Linked DNA regions of Mus musculus: region 1 is linked to region 2. The links are chromatin contacts, called in public Hi-C maps. All regions are on one chromosome and are shown on one strand. The core of a region is the stretch at or near the end of the contact, and the rest is flanking DNA. Distances in the headings are between cores, read along the strand shown.

Evidence for each region. Hi-C and Micro-C count contacts between places; a contact is called where the count stands out from the background.
Region 1: a Hi-C map of uterus shows a contact between it and region 2, with 5 times the contacts expected there. The contact joins two enhancer-like sites. A contact is called at or near these places in 1 of 484 Hi-C or Micro-C datasets (uterus) and 1 of 9 other capture datasets (embryonic stem cells).

What each region holds. Positions count from the first base shown.
Region 1 is chr6:52,800,565-52,804,427 of GRCm38.p6, reverse strand. The region is part of intron 3 of Jazf1 (JAZF zinc finger 1); the gene reads left to right. Among named protein-coding and RNA genes, the nearest start is that of Gm52904, 3.7 kb to the right of the region's middle. Within about 2 kb of position 2,102, at least 63 of the 459 cell types and tissues checked have an H3K27ac peak or open chromatin away from gene starts, as enhancers often do. A contact at or near this core is called in uterus, where this site is marked.
Region 2 is chr6:52,416,987-52,420,285 of GRCm38.p6, reverse strand. No RefSeq gene overlaps it. Among named protein-coding and RNA genes, the nearest start is that of 1700094M24Rik, 74 kb to the left of the region's middle. Within about 2 kb of position 1,670, at least 37 of the 459 cell types and tissues checked have an H3K27ac peak or open chromatin away from gene starts, as enhancers often do. A contact at or near this core is called in uterus, where this site is marked.

The sequences.
Region 1 (3,863 bases), core at 853-3,352, 380 kb before region 2:
CCTACTTAGTAAATTTTATATTGAGGTCCTACTGGCGTGTAAAGGACATCACAGTATTCAGGACCATAGTCATGAATCCACGTCATTCAGAGCAGTCATTGACCACAGCATCTCAAAGAGGCCCTGACTGGGAAGAACAGGGGTTGTTGTCCCTCTGGTCACCTGAGGAGGACAAGGCTAACAAGGTTAGTCTTCTCAGGGGTACAAAACAATGATATGGGCCTGGCAGTTCCTCTAGGCATTTATCCAGTGGGATGAGAGCATCTGGCCACAAGAGCCAGGTACTAGAAAGTACAGAGTAGCTGTGTTCTTAGTAGCCCCAAAAGACCCTTGGCCAAATGTACAGCCAGACAGTGACATACTATCTTACAGCAGTAAGGAACAGAACTACTGGTGTATCAAAGACAGGCTTGAGTCTCAGAAACATGCTACACAGAGGGAAAGAAGACATAAAGAACAGAGGACTTCAAGGACCTTCAAACCTCTCTGCTGTAGAAATCAGGCTAGTTCAGCCAGAGCCAGGGCCCATACACAAGAATCTTCTGGGGTGTTGGATATATTCTACACTTTTTCTGGGCTGTTGATTATACAAATTATGCATTTGCCAAGGTGCATCCCACCATTAGTGAGTGTTATCCTGCTTCCTGGGCTTCCTGAAGCTGCAGGTACCATTTCCCTGCTACGGACAGCCCACGTGAGAACAAAGGAAGTCAGTACAAGCAGCAGAGGGGCTGTCAGGCTCTCTGGCATTTGCTTCCCACTGAAGGACAGTAAGCAGGATCCTTAGTGTTCCTCACTTAGGAACATTACTAAACGAGTAGCATGAACAAAGAAAGCAATCCCCTCTCAAGTGAGAGACTGCGGAGAAAAGGTGAGGGGTGGAGAGAGCTGCCAAACCGCCTTACGGAACTATCTTACAGAAAATCCATGAGTGGCTGAAAGTGTTTAAGTGCCTAGATTTTGCAATATTTAAAATATTTTGTGTCCTGTGTCAAAAAGAATACTTCGTTATATTGAGAAATTTACAAGAAAGAAAAACTATCTATTTCAACCTGTGTCCAGAGAATCCTCAAAGTGAACTTGGTGTGATGGCTCTGGTCGCACAGGTTAATCTCAGAGTAATGAAAAATGTTGATAATTTGACTTGTGATAAAACTGTTTCAAGTACAACCATTTTAACACCACTTTTCCATGTTTGTTAATATTCATGCAATGCTTCCATACTTAACACTTTATGTTTAGTTATAAAGCTAAATTCCATCTCCACTATTAGCTGTTATTGTTTAATCAAAACCAATAAAAACCAAAATGTCCACTGTTAGGAATTCCAACTAGGAAGTCCTGACAGGCTTTACAGCCATGTTGCCTGGTGCTGGAAACAGTCAAGGCTTTTGCCCTCAATCCTGGTTGCTTTTCTTTGTCCCAGCAGAAGCCACATCCCAGACAGGCCAGAAAGATGACAAGATGAGGCTCACACATTGGACTCTGCAGCCCAGACCCCTGCATCCAAAGTGAATTCCCTCTTTCTAAACCAAGGTCCATAGCTCACATGAGCCAGCGGCCCTCCATGTGCACTCGCCAGGAAGTTTCTTCTGGCAGCAAGAACAGCCTGCTCTACGGGGGCTAAGGTAGCCCATGGCCCACTTAGGAACTGGTGAGGATGCTATGGGAATGGGAGGAAACCAGCTGACTCAGTGCTTCACACACCTCCATGGAGGAGGGGATAGATGGATAGTCCACTCTGATGGATTTGCAGACCTGCCAAATGGGTAGGTCTCCAAAGAACCCTTTTCTTCTCCCCCTCATCCCAATCCACTGTCTAAAACGTGGCACATTAAAATCAGAGAAGGCCTTTCATCTTTGTGGGTATCGCAGCAGCGAACTCATTTTAATGTCTTTTCCATGTGGCTCTAGTTTTAACAATAAAATGATCCCCAGGCACACCCAGCTGGACAGCATTAAAGAGAGGATCTGCACGTGGGGGGGTGGGGTGACTTAGCTAATTTGCCTTTGCTGAAAAGACAACAGGGTACAGAGCCTCCCTGCTCCTGCCCGGAAATTTGCTCACGATTCTTGGAAATGCACTAAAAAGGAAGTGGTAATTGCCAGGAAGGGGGAAGCTTAAGCTGCGGGAAACTGTTGAGCGCCAGGACCGAATGGTGTCTGGTTGTACCGTCTTAGCACCTTGCAAACAAACCTACACTGTCCCTCTTAGAAAAATGAGGACTGGCATTAATTTCTGTCCAGGCCTTGGGGAGATCTTATCTGATCAAAGGTATAGTTCATACTCCGCTCTGCTGAGCGAGTTCTGGCTCCGTTTGCTATGAAGAGTCACATAAAGTCAACCACATAAAGTCACAAGAAACTCAAGTTGTTGGGGAGTTTTGACGTGCAAGTGCTGTGCTGTACTATGGTTTCTGTCTTTGTAGCATCGTTTCTAAGTGTTATTTTAAAGGAAGTAAAGGAAAAAGGCAGGCAGGCAGGCACACTCTGAATGTCTAGGGGCTCCAGGAAACTGAAACACCGTTGAATGCACCGGAGAGCCTTTCCCTGCTGCTGTCAGCCCACTATGACAGCACCTCACAGCTTCAGTTGGGTGGATTTATATAGTTTTAACATAGAAACATATTTCAACATCCCCCAGATTTTCAAAGAAAAAGCCGCTTTCTTTCCTCCTGGCAAATACTGAAGACCCTGCTTCTCACAGAGCCAGCCATCCACACACCAACGTAAGCTGCTGAGTTAAGGTTTTCATCAGAGCTGGCTCCGGTGGTTCCGTGCCTGTCCTTCTGGACACTCAGGAGGCCCAGGCAGGGGCATCGCCTGACAAGGCCACCCATATTACAAAGGGAGGTACCGAGCTCCAAAAGGAGGAGGAGGGAGAGGAGGACGAGGAGGTTGTCATCAGGATGTTTAACCTGAAAGCAGCCGAACAGGATTCTGAGCCCCTGACACATTCCTGCACGTCTTTGGATCTCTTCCCCGAGGTAGAACTGTTATTTTCTGGCAGGTCACTGTACCCTGGCTGTTATGAGATTGAGAATAGGCAGGCAATTTGGGATGACATTTTAAGACATGATTGTGACCCCGCATGCAGAGTAGGCACCCCATCCCCTAGGACGTTACTAAGAGTTCACAAAACTTGACCTTTGTCGTGCTGGACATCTCTCTGTACGGTCCATCCCAGTGACATTAGTGTTGACCAAGCACTGAAAAGCCATGAACAGCACTTTGCTGCCATGCAAAGAATAAATGAAAGCCACTTGGTTTGTAGAAAAGCTGTGTATATAATTTAGAACATATTATATTATGTAGTAAAGAAAATTATTTTCTTAAATCCTAACAAAATGTGCCAAATAGTTACTGTGCAAAAGCAGAAGTTGAGTGAGACTATACCGGGGCCTAGCAAACACAGAAGTGGATGCTCACAGTCAGCTAATGAATGGATCATAGGGCTCCCAATGGAGGAGCTAGAGAAAGTAGCCAAGGAGCTAAAGGGATCTGCAACCCTATAGGTGGAACAACATTATGAACTAACCAGTACCCCGGAGCTCTTGACTCTAGCTGCATATATATCAAAAGATGGCCTAGTCGGCCATCACTGGAAAGAGAGGCCCATTGGACTTGCAAACTTTATATGCCCCAGTACAGGGGAACACCAGGGCCAAAAAGGGGGAGTGGGTGGGCAGGGGAGTGGGGGTGGGTGGATATGGGGGATTTTTGGTATAGCATTGGAAATGTAAATGAGCTAAATACCTAATAAAAAATGGAAAAAAAAAAAAGCAGAAGTTGAGATGGCAGAGGCAGGTTGGACCTGAGCTGCCGAGATGAGCTTGCCACAGAAGTTGGAAGCTGGCGCGTCT
Region 2 (3,299 bases), core at 421-2,920:
CCTAAACCATTTCTACTGTCCAGCACAAGTCCTTGTAGCCCTAATATCCAAGTCTCTTGCCTGCAGAAAGGAAAAACCGTTCTTGGTTGGACTTGGTTCTTTTGGGGTGAAGTCATTTACACTCACCTCAAACTTGATTTTCCCCAATCATAAACTCACTGGGTGTTTTCTATGCACTCTTGAACCCCATTAAAAGCCGTGTTGGTCCAGCAAGATGGCTCAGAAGATGTTCACACCAAGCCTCATAGTCTGAGTTCAAACACCAGAACCCACCTGGTAAGGGAGGAAAGTCAGTCCTGAGAATTGTCCTCTGGCCTCTACACATGTGCACACATACACTCACACACACATTCTTACACACATACATACACACTCATATTGAAAAAATAATGTAATAATTTGTTTTTAAGAGCCATATCATCTGGCCCTTTGATTTTAGTGGAGATGTAAAGACTGATTTGAAAACAGAATTCTTTGAAATAAATGTGAAGTCATTTGTTCATTTTATTTTTCACTTTTGCGGTGCTGAGAATCAAACCTAGGGCTATAAACAGGCTATGCAAATGTTCCACCACTTAGCCAGAGCCCTTAAAAAAATATCATAGTATGTGTGTTGTGGGGAGGTCGGGGGTACGTGCATACCATAACACACATATGAAGCTCAGGGAACAACCTTGAATGTCAGTCCTTGAAATTTACCTTGTTTGAGACATTGTTTCTCTGTGGCTCACTGCTATAGATACCAGATTAGTTAGCTCAAAAGTTGCTGGTGATTGTCCTGCCTGTGTCTCCTGTGTCCAGTTAGAGGCATTACAGATGACAGTTACTATGTACTTTTATGCAGCCAAACTCAGGAGGTCAGACTTGGGCGGCAAGTCCCTTAACGACTAAGCCTTCTCCCCAAACCAGCCCTCGGCTTCTCTGAAGCTCTTAGTAATCCACTAGGTGCTCTCTTGTAATCCCAGTGCACTGGAGGCTGAGACAGAGGGATCAAGTTCAAGGCCAATGGAGTGAGAACTTCTATTAAAAAGAATCAAATCGCCATCATCATCTTAGGTGGAAAATGGGCAAAACTGTTACCGTTGCCTCTGTTTCTAGTGATGAAGGAGTGGAAACTAAGACGGTCCAAATCAGAAGCCCAAGTGAAGCCCTGCCCAGTTCACTCAAGGCTCAGTGACACTGTGCTCTCAGAGCCCTGTGACAGATGAGCTCCCTCGCAGAGGAACATCTGGAATGATTTTAGGTGACAGAACTGCATATAATGGAAATAGACATCCTGAAGAATCAATATTAAATCAAGAGGCCATCAGCTAGGTGGTATTCCCGCCTTAGCCCCGCTGAAGACATTGGGAGGAATTATTTATTGTTAGGACATTTTTCATCTTGGGAACATCACTGACACCTTTATTTTAATAATTTTTTCCAGATGACCCTGCTTGGGGCCTTTCTCTGGAACAGCGTCTTATTAATTACTTTCAGAGTCTTGGCTTTGTATGTGTCCAGACAGGGGTGAGGGGACCAGAACCATCCAGATTCTTCCAGATCCTTGTGTCCAACTCTTAATCCAGTTATTAAAAGGCTGTTAAAATAACTCCTTCCTGGAGCCGCTCCACGGAGGCGGAGTGAAGAGGAAGGACTTTGCAGCTGCCCTGGCCCTGCCTGGCTGGCCCTTATTCAAACACTAACGCTCGCTCGCTCACTCACAACCTCCTTTGATTTACACGGCTGCAGCCCAACTGTTTTGAAAAGCTGATGTTGTGGAATCTTTAAGTCCTCTGTGACCTAGGTCACCAAAGACAGGAGCAATTTAGTAAAAGTATTAATTGAAACTCTCTTGACAAGCCCCACTCCTTCAGATAAAGTCACACATCAAACCCACACAGGCCGCCAGGCTATTCTGAGCTGCCTGAGCTTTTCAATATCTCATAAACAGGCCCCTCAATCACTACAATCTAATAAGGCTATAATCATCATTGACACTATAATGATTAAAATGAATAAAACCCATTAAGAAAAGTCATGTTGAGTTATTAAAAGTTTCGCTCTGTGTGATATGTAATCTTTTATCCATTTTTTATGATGAGATCTGTAACCATCTATCCACAAAAGACCATTAATTTACTGCGCTGTGGATGTTACCATGCTCTTTAGTTTAACAGCTTATCATTGATTTCTTGAGGGAGATATTATATTTGGAGAAATACACATGGAACCAAAGCCCGAATGTTCTGTAAATTTCCCACTGACAGGATGATCAAAGAACTGGGGCCTGCTGGGCCACACAGGGCTGGTGAGCAAGTTCTCTAGAGCAGAGAGAGCCCTCAGGCTACCAGGGAGCATCTCAGGGCTTCTAAGGAAAGGTCATGTGTATGGCTGGGGTGGGGGGGGGTTGGAGGGAGAAAACGATAAAATGTCCATTAACTGGAGCCTAGTTAACTGGCTTATTGGCATCTATTAGAAACAAATTGCAAACAAAAGTGATCCTATTATAAACTTCTCCTCATCCCTTGTGCCAAGGGCGGCCCCTGATTGGTTCAGAAAAGGCCCCAGTAAATACAGTGCGGTCAAATGGCTCCTTTATTGCAAAGAGATTGGGTTTCGGCCAGCAGCAGCCTCCAGCTGCAACTAGCAAGGAACTACAAAGTTGGGCGCCATCCATGGGCCCGACGAACAGAAAGAGCCCTGGAAGGCCTGCTAATGTGCTCCTGCCACATTCTTTCAGTGGAGACTTTCCCCCCTAAGCAAACAGTAATAAAAAAAAAAAATCTGAATGGAGAGATGTGTACACAGAGCGCAGAGTTAAGTGGTGGGGAGCCCATACTTCGTGTGTGCTTTTTCTCATAATAAACTCGGCTTCAATATCTTTACTGCTCATCTCCTATTTAATCTTATTAACAGTAAAACCTAAAAAGATTCTGTAAAGCCAAGAAGAGGATGTTGTCTTGAAAGGCGCTCTTCATTTTCCTGAAATGATTAATAAATCCACTTGCCAGACTTCTGGGCCAGCCTCTAAAGTGAACTGGCTTGCCCCGGGTTCCCTAGCAGGTAAGGACATAGTCTCACTCAACCAGGTAACAATGAGAGGCTTCGTCTTATCAGAATTCCTTATTTTCTAAATTTCCTCCCCCTTTTGAAGTCTTGCTGGTTTGTCTCCCCTCCACCACCACCACCACCCTCTCCCCACCGTTCTATCTAAATAACATTAGGTCGTAAAAGTCATTCTGTAACATACCGTCTCTTAGTGGAAGCCTGTCCTTACCAAAATAATCAAATATTCTTTATGACCACCCTTTTAAAAA